Regions from separate parts of the Sus scrofa genome. Here regions 1 and 2 are each linked to region 3. Evidence: chromatin contacts called from public Hi-C and promoter capture Hi-C data. All regions are on one chromosome and are shown on one strand. The core of a region is the stretch at or near the end of the contact, and the rest is flanking DNA. Distances in the headings are between cores, read along the strand shown. Region 1 holds the start of PLXNA3 (plexin-A3). Region 2 holds the start of UBL4A (ubiquitin-like protein 4A). Region 3 holds the start of IRAK1 (interleukin-1 receptor-associated kinase 1).

Region 1 (2,945 bases), core at 421-2,920, 260 kb after region 3:
AGGAAATTCAAATGAGACACCATTTCAAACCCACAAGGATGGCTAGAAACAAAAAAATATTAACAATGCTTGGCAAGGACGTAGAGAAACTGGCAGCCTCATACGCTCCTCATACACTGCTGATGAGAATGGAAAACGGTGCAGCTACTTTGCAAAATAGTTGGGCCATTTTTCTTAAAATATTAAAAATGAGGCATTCCCGCCGTCGTGGCGCAGTGGTTAACGAATCCGACTAGGAACCATGAGGTGGCGGGTTCGGTCCCTGCCCTTGCTCAGTGGGTGAACGATCCGGCGTTGCCTTCAGCTGTGGTGTGGGTCGCAGACGCGGCTCGGATTCCCGCATGGCTGTGGCTCTGGCGTAGGCCGGCGCCTACAGCTCCAATTCGACCCCTGGCCTGGGAACCTCCATATGCCGCAGGAGCGGCCCAAGAAATGGCAAAAAGACAAATAAATTTTTAAAAACATTAAAAACAGAGTTATCGTTTGTCCCAGCAGTTTCACTCCTAAGTGGAAGGGAAACGATAACGCGTTCGCACAAAAACATAGAGAGGAATGTCTGTAGCAGCGTTGTTCACCCGAGCCGAAAGATGGAAACGACAGCAGTGCCTGCCAATTGATGAACGCATCAATAACAGTGGAATATCCAAGTAATGGAATATTCTTTGGCCCTAAAAAGAAACAAAGTCCTGATACAGGTCACAATATCAAAACATCATGCTCAGCGGAAGACCCCAGACGCCAAAGACCCAAGCGGATTGTGTGAATCCACTGCTGTGAGACGGCCAGAAGAGGGAAAGCCATCGGCCGCAAGTGGAGGAGTGGGCACCGGGGCCTGGGGTGGGGGCAGTGCGGCCGGCTGGAGGTGGGCTGTGCCAGGGCGGGTGAGAGGTGGACCAGCGAGGACTGATAGTGGGTACTCGGGGCTTTTCTTTGGGGGTGATGAAGACGTTTGCGGGTCTAATAATGTGGCTGGTTGCCCAACTTTGTGAATACACCAGACACTGGCCCAACGTGACACTGTAAATGAGCCACTGGCAGGATAGATGGATGCCATCTCAAGGAAGCCGTCTAAACCGAAAAGGCCAAGGAAACCAAGGCGATGAGAGAAACCGAGGGCCGCGCGTGGGGCAGGGCCCCGTGCGAATGGCCGACAGCTCCGAGGCCTCGCGCCGAGCCCGGGGTCACCGACCGTCGCAGGCAGAGGGGCCTCGGGGCCGCGAGGCCGTGGCAGGTGTGCGCCTGAAGGAAGGGCGGGGACGAGGAGCGCGGCGCGCGCGCGGCAGGTGGCCCCAGGCGCGCCCCCGAGCGCCGGGGCGGGGTCTGCGCGCGCCCGCGGCCCGAGGGGGTGTGGCGCGGGCGCGCGCGGGCGCGCGGTTCCCGGGGCTGCCCGAGCCGCCGGCCGCGACGAGGGGGAGAGACGCGCGCCGCGGCCGCGGCCCCGGCGCGAGGGGCGTCGGCTCGCGGGCGGGGACCCAGCGGCTCTCGGGGCCTGGCCTGCGCCCTGGGCCTCTCCCTGGCTCCGCGGAGAGCGGCCCTCGCGCGTGAGCCCCGCCGCTCGGTCCTCCCCGGGCGCCCCCGCCCGGCGCGGTGGTACGGTCCGGGTTTAAAAGGCCCCGGCGGCGGCGGCGGGCCGGCCCAGTGTGTGGGCGGCGGCGGCAGCGGCGCTGGCGCGCGGGCTGCGGGGTGCGGCGGCGGCGGCGGCGGCGGCGGGGCGCGCGAACGGGGCCGGTGTGGGGCTGGAGGGCGGCCCCCCGGAGCCAGCGGCGGCGAAGGGACAGGTAGGTGGCCGCCATCCCCTGCCTCCCGTGGGGGTCCCGCCTGCTCGGCGGCCCGGGGCTCCCGCAGCCCGGGGGTTCGGCTCAGCCCCGAAGGGGTCAGGGCCCGCCCGGGCCCCCTGCCTTCTCCGGGGCCAGCCCTGTGGGGGACCGACCCTTTGTGGCGGAGGAGCGGCCGCTGCAAGGGCTGATGCCGCGCCGCCCTCCATGGGGGTCCCTGTGGGTCCGCCGAGGGGGGCGTCCCTGGTGGGGGCAGGGCGAGCCGGGCCAGGAGCACAGCGCGGGGCACTGGGGAGTGGGCGCTGGAGCCGGGTCTCTGCGAGGGTCTGTCCCCTCCTAGGGCTCTGCTGGCCGGGCTGTAGCAGAGAGGTGGGGGAGCCGGTGATGCCCCAGGCTCTCACTTACAGGCTAAGGTTTGGGGTGGGCGCTTGGGCTGCCAGTCCTGCCTCTCCAGGTCTCCCAGGCCACCTGCCCAGGCCCATTCTTCCGCTTGTATTCCTGTGCCGCCGAGTGGAGGAGGTGAGGAGGGGATGAGGCCTCCTTCTCTTTCTTTCTTCTCCGGCTGTTGCATGGAGGGTCCAGGATTCGGACCTGACAAAAGAGCCCCAGAGAGATGATCAGTCTGAGCTGAAACTCGGCAGTTCCAGGCTGTGTCTGCTCCTTGTTCCAGCAAATGCATTTCCCCGCTTTCTTCTGTGCCTCCTTGGTTTGGGTCTCTGCACCCCCCCCACCCCGCCCCGGCCGGGTACCTTGTGTCTCCCTGGGGGCTTGGGCACTGAGAGCGGAGCCCTGAGCCCTGCCCTGTCCGCTGCCACGACACTGCTCTACTGGCTTGGTTGCCTGGAGCTGGTCGAGGGCTGGGTGTGGCCTAGGGGTGAAGACCCAGCCAAGCGCAGTACTGCTTCTGTGCGCCCCCAGCCCATCTCCCCAAGGTCTCAGCTGTATTGCGACCGTGGCCTCCTTTCCGTAGGGCTCCTCGGGCCCCCCTGCGTCTCCCTTTCCCCAGCGAACCTCTGGGTTTGGAGGAAGAGCTGCGCGGGGCTGCCTGGGCATCTGTCTGGCTGCGCCTGAGCAGAGCCTGACTTATGTCTGTCTCTGTGCGTGGCTGTGGGGGCAGGCGCGACTCGGCTTTGTGTTGCAGCCGGTATAGGCTACACAGCAGGCTCCTGG
Region 2 (2,825 bases), core at 288-2,787, 280 kb after region 3:
CTGGGGACCAACGTGGCACAGGGACTTGCCTAAGGTCACAGCACAGACTCCCCAGCCTGCTCCTCCTTCGTCAGCTGCGTACTGCTGGCAGCAGCTGGGGGGCCTGGGCCTGTGTCACTTGGCCTCTGGGCAGCAGGCACCCGATGCCTCCCCTTTCGGGCCTGGAAAAGTGCGGCTAGCGGGCTCCTGCCCAGTGGGCTAAACGGGAAATGCGCCCCCCCCCCCCGCGCCCCTCAGAACCCTTCTAAAACAACGCCTTTCTCCTCCTCACCCTGAGGCACTTCTAGAAGCTGGCTGCACTCAGATTCTGGCTCCCCTAGGACACCGCTAGGAGCCTTGGCTGTCTCACCTTCTGTGCAAAGTGTGGGAGCAAACCCAGGGCAAGGGCTTTGAGCGGTGCCGGGCACCTACCGAGAGCCAGGTGCAGGTACCCGGTACCCGCCAGCTACTGTTATGAGCCAAATTGCAACATGAGAACACATTTAATGCTACATGCAGCTTGTGGCCTGGCCAGGCTCCTCCCCACACTCCGAGAATCCTACTTGGAGAACCCCTTCTCCATAGCTTCAGTCACTTCGGGGTGCAGGAAGCGGCTAGCCAAGCGCTCGATGTCATCCAGGGTCAGCCGGCTCAGGGACCGCTCGTAATCCTGAGGAGAGAGGCCGGGAGGATTCAGGGGCGCGCGGCGGGACGACCCTGTGATTGAGGCGGGGGCCGGCGGCGGCGGCGGCGGCGGCGGCGGCGGGCGACCCTTCTCACCCTCTGCAGTTGATCCAGGACTCTGCTGGCATCTGCAGCGCTGAAGTGGCGGCCCAAGACCTTGGAGACCAGCTGCCAGGCGGCTGGGGGCGGGGGCGGGGCCTCAGCCAGTCTCCGGGCCGCGCTTTCTTCCAGCAACACCTTCTCCAGCGGTTTGACCACTAGGTTGAGCTTGGAATTGGGCCCAACGCTGTAATCGGAGAGTCTTTTCCCATCTGCCCGAGAGAGAGGGATGGAGGTGTCGCCCGCAAGGGTGGGGATGGCCTCAGCGAGGCCAGGCGGGGGCGCTGCGACACCTGGCTGAGGAGGCCACCTCCCCGGCGCTCCAGCGGCCAGAGCCCCATCCGCCGCACCGCTGCGCAGGCTCGGCCCCGACTTCCCGCGGGGCTCCCCGGTTACCTGCTAGGGCCTTGCCCTTGAACAGCAGCCGCTGCTGGCGCACGGGGACGTTTAGCTTCTCGGAGACCAGATGTTTCAGCGTGGACACCAGCTCGTCCTCCGACACCTGGCCGGGCCAAGGATGGAAGGCAGGGGGTGAGGCGGCGGCCTCGGCCCCGGGCAGCCCTCCCGGCCTCCCCGGCGCCGCCGGCCCCGGCGCCCGGGGGCTGACCCAGCGAGCCGGGGGCCCGGCCGCCGTACCTGCAGGCTGCACTCGCGGCCCTGGAGCGCCTTCACCGTCAGCTGCATGGCGGCCGCGGCGGCGTCCACTCCGGCCGGCGCGCACCCCAACCGCCCCCTGCCGCGCGCCGCCGCCCCGGGCGCGCGCCGGAACCGCCCGCCGCCGCCGGAAGCCGCGCGAGGGGCGCGCCCGCCGCCGCCCCGCCCGCCCCGCCCCCACAACGCCCCGCCCCGCCGCCGCCGCCGCCGCCGCACGCGGGCGGCCGGGATGTGGCGGCGGCGGCGGCGCGAGTCGCGGAGCCGGGCCTCGGAGGCGTGGGAGCCGGTCGGCTCTCTGCTCCTGCGGCGCGAGGCCGCAGGGGGCTTGGCCCGGTCCTGCTCGTCTCCCGCTGCCCGCGGCAGACCAGCTGAGCTGGGGAGCAAGCAGGCGGGGGAGCCAGGCGCTCGTCTGCCCGCTGCTCCTTCTAGAAGCGAGGGGCCCGCCCCTCGGAGGGGATGCGTGGGGACCGAGGGCCGAAAGTCTGTTAGCCAGCCGGCCTCCGCCCCTTCCCCGCCGACCCAGCGACCCAGCCGCATCCGTCCTTGCCCCACCGGCCGGCCTCAAAGGGCAAAGACTGGAAGGGACCCGAGCTTGCTTCTCTCTTTTATTGAAATATATTTTCTGGGCAGTGCCCACCTACCTAACTCAGCATGGCCTCTTTGGCACTGAAAGCTGGAGAATAAAAAACCAGTAAAAAAAATAAGCCTGGATTTTTCTGAGTGCATAGTGCATGAGAACTAAAGGCCTTTGGTACACAAGAACTGTGGGGACAAGTGGGCGGAGGCTGGGTTAGGGGTGGCAAAAGCTGGCCCGAGGGGCCTCAGGGAACTGTGCACACGCTGCTATAGATGAAGTGGCCGATGACTAAGGCCAGCATCTCGGAGGTGCCACTCAGGGCCACGATGAAGGGGGCCTGGGAGGCGTAGTCGGCTTGAAGGCGGCGGAGAGACAGCTGCAGCATGGCTAAGGCCAGCAGGCTGTTTTGCACCCCAACCTCAATGCTGACTGTCCGCCGCTGGGCCACCGGGAGCTTCAGGCACGTGGCCAGGCAGTAGCCCACCAGGAGGCCCACCAGGGGCACCGTGAGGCCCACCAGCACGATGGGCAGCCGGACGCCTGCCAGGATGAAGACCCCCATGCGGTAGGCCAGGAAGAGGCCGCCCAGGAGCAGCACAAAGCTGAAGGGCTTGATGACCTGCAGCAGCAGCTGCGAGAACTTGGGGAGCTTGGACTTGATCACCACGCCTGCTGCTATGGGGATGGCGATGAACAGCAGGGTCCCCAGGATCTTGGAAATGGGCACGTGGAGTGTTTCGTGGATGCTGAGCAGGCGGCTGTAGACGGCCGAGGACAGCGGCAGGAAACCGGTGGCCGCCACTGTTGAGATGAAAGTCATGGAGATGGCCAG
Region 3 (2,964 bases), core at 242-2,741:
AGTGTGAGGCTCGTGCGGTCAAGGCTGCACGGCCACTCCCACTGCCACCTGTTCTGGGCCCGGAATAAGCAAGGGGCTGGGGGCTTTGAACAGAGGCATCGGAGGGTGGAAGAGCGGTGTGGGGGAGCAGCGGGGGGAGGACCGGGGCCTCTGCCGGCTGCTCCACGCACCTGCTTCAGCCTCTTCACAGCGTACACCGTGTTTCTCATCACCGCCCGGTACACACACCCGAAGCCGCCCTCCCCGATCTTCAGCGCGTCTGAGAAGTCCTGGGTGCCCTGGCGGATCTCGTGGAGGGGCCAGCAGAACGAAGAGGGGGCCCCCGGCAAGAGGGACCCTGAGCTTTCTGGGCTTGGCTGTGGGCAGAGACCCCGGATCAGGGGAGGCCTGTCTCCTCCCCTCTGCCCAGGCCACAAGCTCCTTCAACTCCCAGCGCCCCTGCTGGGCTGGCTGGGGCTCCCCAGTGTAGCGAAGGCTGGGTTTCTTCGGGCTTGTCTCAGACCCGCGGGCCCGCAGGACCCACCTACCTGGGTAGAGAGAGGGGCTGCAGATAGCGCTGGGGGCTGGAGGGCGGCAGGGCTTGTGTGAGGGCCGAGCTCAGGGTCAGAATGAGTCTGGGAGCCTGGAAAAGCTGCATAAAGACACCAGTGACAGGGAGACGGCGACCGGCCGCAGGATTCACTGCCATGGCCAGGGTCAAGGGGGTCCTTTTCTCAGGTTCCTCAAGCCCACACCCGGCCGGGCTGTCTTACCTGGGGAGAGGAGGGTGGAGGCTGACGAGTGCAACTTCCGGGGGCTGGGGGCCTTGGCCTCCAAGGGTGCAGAGATGCTGTTGGGCCTGGGGGTGGTGCTGCTCGGGGGCAGAAAAGGGGCGGAAGGGTGCCCTAGGACACCGAGGAAGGAAAGGACTGTTAGGCCCAGGCGCGGGGCGGGGAGGGGGGAAGAGCTCCGTGGGACGCCCTGGGCGACCCCTAGCCCGGGGCCCGGCGTGGGGGCGAGGGCCACCGCGCGCTCACATGCTGTGATGATGTCCCGCGCGCGGAGCAGCTGCAGGTGCGTGAGAATGCGCACGAGGTCGGCCACGCGGGCGTTGCGGTTGATCCACGGCCACAGGACGCTGGCCGTGCGCTGCCCGGAGCGCTCGCACAGCCTCAGCTCGGTCTGGTCGCGCACGATCAGGGCGGCTGCGGGGCGGGGGTCGTCAGGCCTGGGCGCCGGGGCCCCGCGCGCTCCCCGCCCCGCCCCGCCCCCGCCGGCCCGCCGCCACCCACCGAACTGGCACCAGTCGGCGGGCTCCAGGGCGTCCATCACCTTGTAGAAGCGGCACATGACCCAGGGCGGCACCTCGTACAAGAAGTGCTGGGCGCCGGGGACCGCGGGGTCTCCCGGGCCTGGCCCCCCGGCCATGGCCGCTGCCGCCGCCGCCCGGCCGGGGCCTCTCGCGGCCTTTCGGGGCCGCGGCGGGCGCGGGCCTCGGCCGGCCGGGTCCGCGGACACTGACTCACTTCCCCTTTAAGCCGGCCTCGTGCGACGCCCGGCGGGGCGGAAGGGGCGGTGCCCGGGCCCGCCGCCATGTCGCCCGCCGCTGCCGCCGCCGCCGCCGCGAGCCCCGGCCACACGGGGGCGCCGCGCGCGACCGCTCGGCGGGAAGGCTGCGCAGTGGGCCCGGCGCGGGGGGGGGGGGGCGGGGGGGGGGCGGGCTCCCAAGAGGAGGGGCGGGCTCGGAGCGGCGGCGGCGCGGGGTTGTTCCGGAAAGGGCTGGCACCGGGCCGGCCGAGGGGCCCCGGGAGGCCGTCTTAAGAAGTTGGTTTTATCTAGGAGGCAGCGGAGGGTGGTCAACGGATCCGGGCAGGGCAGGGTCAGATGTGGGTCGCAGAGGCGGCCTGGCCGAGGCGGGGTGCAGAAGAACGGTCTGGAAGCTTTACAGCAGGTCAGCCCAACTCAGCATTTCCAGCCACCTCCTGGGCGCGGGAGCCCATCTTTCCCGCTCTTTGCAGCACCTGCCGTATCTCTTTCTTTGTTGGCTCCTCCGCCACTGGCACATGAAACGTGTTTACATCTCTTGAAAAGAGGCCTTCGGTTCCTGCTGTCGCTCCTCCCTCTTGTCACCCTCCTGGCTCAGCTGGCGGTCCCCCCCTCCTTTCTGAAGCGCTCATCGGGCACCGAGCTCCCAGGGCTGGCCGCACACTGGTCGCACTCTGCTGGGCAGCCATTGGTGTCCTTGGGGTCTCAGGCGCTTGGCGCGGCAGCAGCTGCTATTTCCCTGTCACCTCCCTGAGCTTTCCTGGAGTCCATCTCTTGCCCACAGGCCCACTGCCCCCAGTGCTACCTCTTAGTGCCGGGTCGTCTTCCTTAGGCACAACTCAAGCCACCTCACTTGCCTGCTTCGGGCCTTCCCGGGGTTCCCCGAAGCCCTCCGCTGGGGTCCCAGCTCTTCCGCCCTGCCCCCACTGCTGTCGTCACCCAGCCCCTTCCTGTCCACCTCTGTCTAGCGCTCGGCACACAGCAGCAGCCTGCAGCCATCCAGAGCTCCTTAGGGTTCCAAGAATGCGACCTGCCCTGCAGCGACCTGCCCTGCAGCTGCGTGGCCCGCACCGGACCAGCTGGAGCTCAGACAGCCCCCCGGGCGGAAGCTCGGCGGAGAGCTCCCTGGGCCCCTCAGGCGAGCCTCCCACAGCCCCTGCTTGGCCGGCACCTCTGACGCGTCCTTCTTCAGCCTCTCCACTTGGCTGCCTCCCCCACCAGATGGCAAAGACCCCCCCCCAAAGCAGCCAGGGTGACTTCGCCTTTTGTTTCTCCAGCTGCTTGCCCGCTTCAAAGGCAACAGGTCTTTGCTGACCCCCAAGGGCTGCTCACCCCTCCGCCCCACGCCAGGCGGCGTTCCCAGAAAACAGGTCTGCCCAAGACGGGCCTCTCCCCGAACGATGCGGCCACCTCCAGCCACTCCCAAAGAGGAGGCCGGCC

Evidence for each region. Promoter capture Hi-C pulls out the DNA fragments that hold promoters and counts their contacts. A called contact is a pair of places that touch in the nucleus more often than the background predicts.
Region 1: a Hi-C map of epiblast stem cells shows a contact between it and region 3, with 2.1 times the contacts expected there. The contact joins the promoter of PLXNA3 here to the promoter of IRAK1 in region 3. A contact is called at or near these places in 1 of 5 promoter capture datasets (fetal liver) and 1 of 47 Hi-C or Micro-C datasets (epiblast stem cells).
Region 2: a promoter capture Hi-C map of fetal liver shows a contact between it and region 3, with 3 times the contacts expected there. The contact joins the promoter of UBL4A here to the promoter of IRAK1 in region 3. A contact is called at or near these places in 1 of 5 promoter capture datasets (fetal liver) and 1 of 2 datasets of contacts at active chromatin or transcription factors (alveolar macrophages).

What each region holds. Positions count from the first base shown.
Region 1 is chrX:124,980,637-124,983,581 of Sscrofa11.1, forward strand. It overlaps PLXNA3 (plexin-A3), which reads left to right and starts at 1,671. Exons shown (of 34, transcript XM_021080740.1): 1 at 1,671-1,778.
Region 2 is chrX:125,008,120-125,010,944 of Sscrofa11.1, forward strand. It overlaps UBL4A (ubiquitin-like protein 4A), which reads right to left and starts at 1,538. Exons shown (of 5, transcript XM_003360512.4): 1 at 1,399-1,538; 2 at 1,159-1,264; 3 at 760-974; 4 at 543-649. The coding sequence starts at 1,446. It overlaps SLC10A3 (P3 protein), which reads right to left. Exons shown (of 2, transcript XM_021080745.1): 2 at 2,009-2,825. The coding sequence ends at 2,238.
Region 3 is chrX:124,723,364-124,726,327 of Sscrofa11.1, forward strand. IRAK1 (interleukin-1 receptor-associated kinase 1) reads right to left here and starts at 1,492. Exons shown (of 15, transcript XM_003135490.4): 1 at 1,272-1,492; 2 at 1,017-1,184; 3 at 753-884; 4 at 528-631; 5 at 171-356. The coding sequence starts at 1,407. It overlaps LOC106507059 (a long non-coding RNA gene), which reads left to right and starts at 1,689. Exons shown (of 2, transcript XR_001302752.2): 1 at 1,689-1,930; 2 at 2,493-2,964.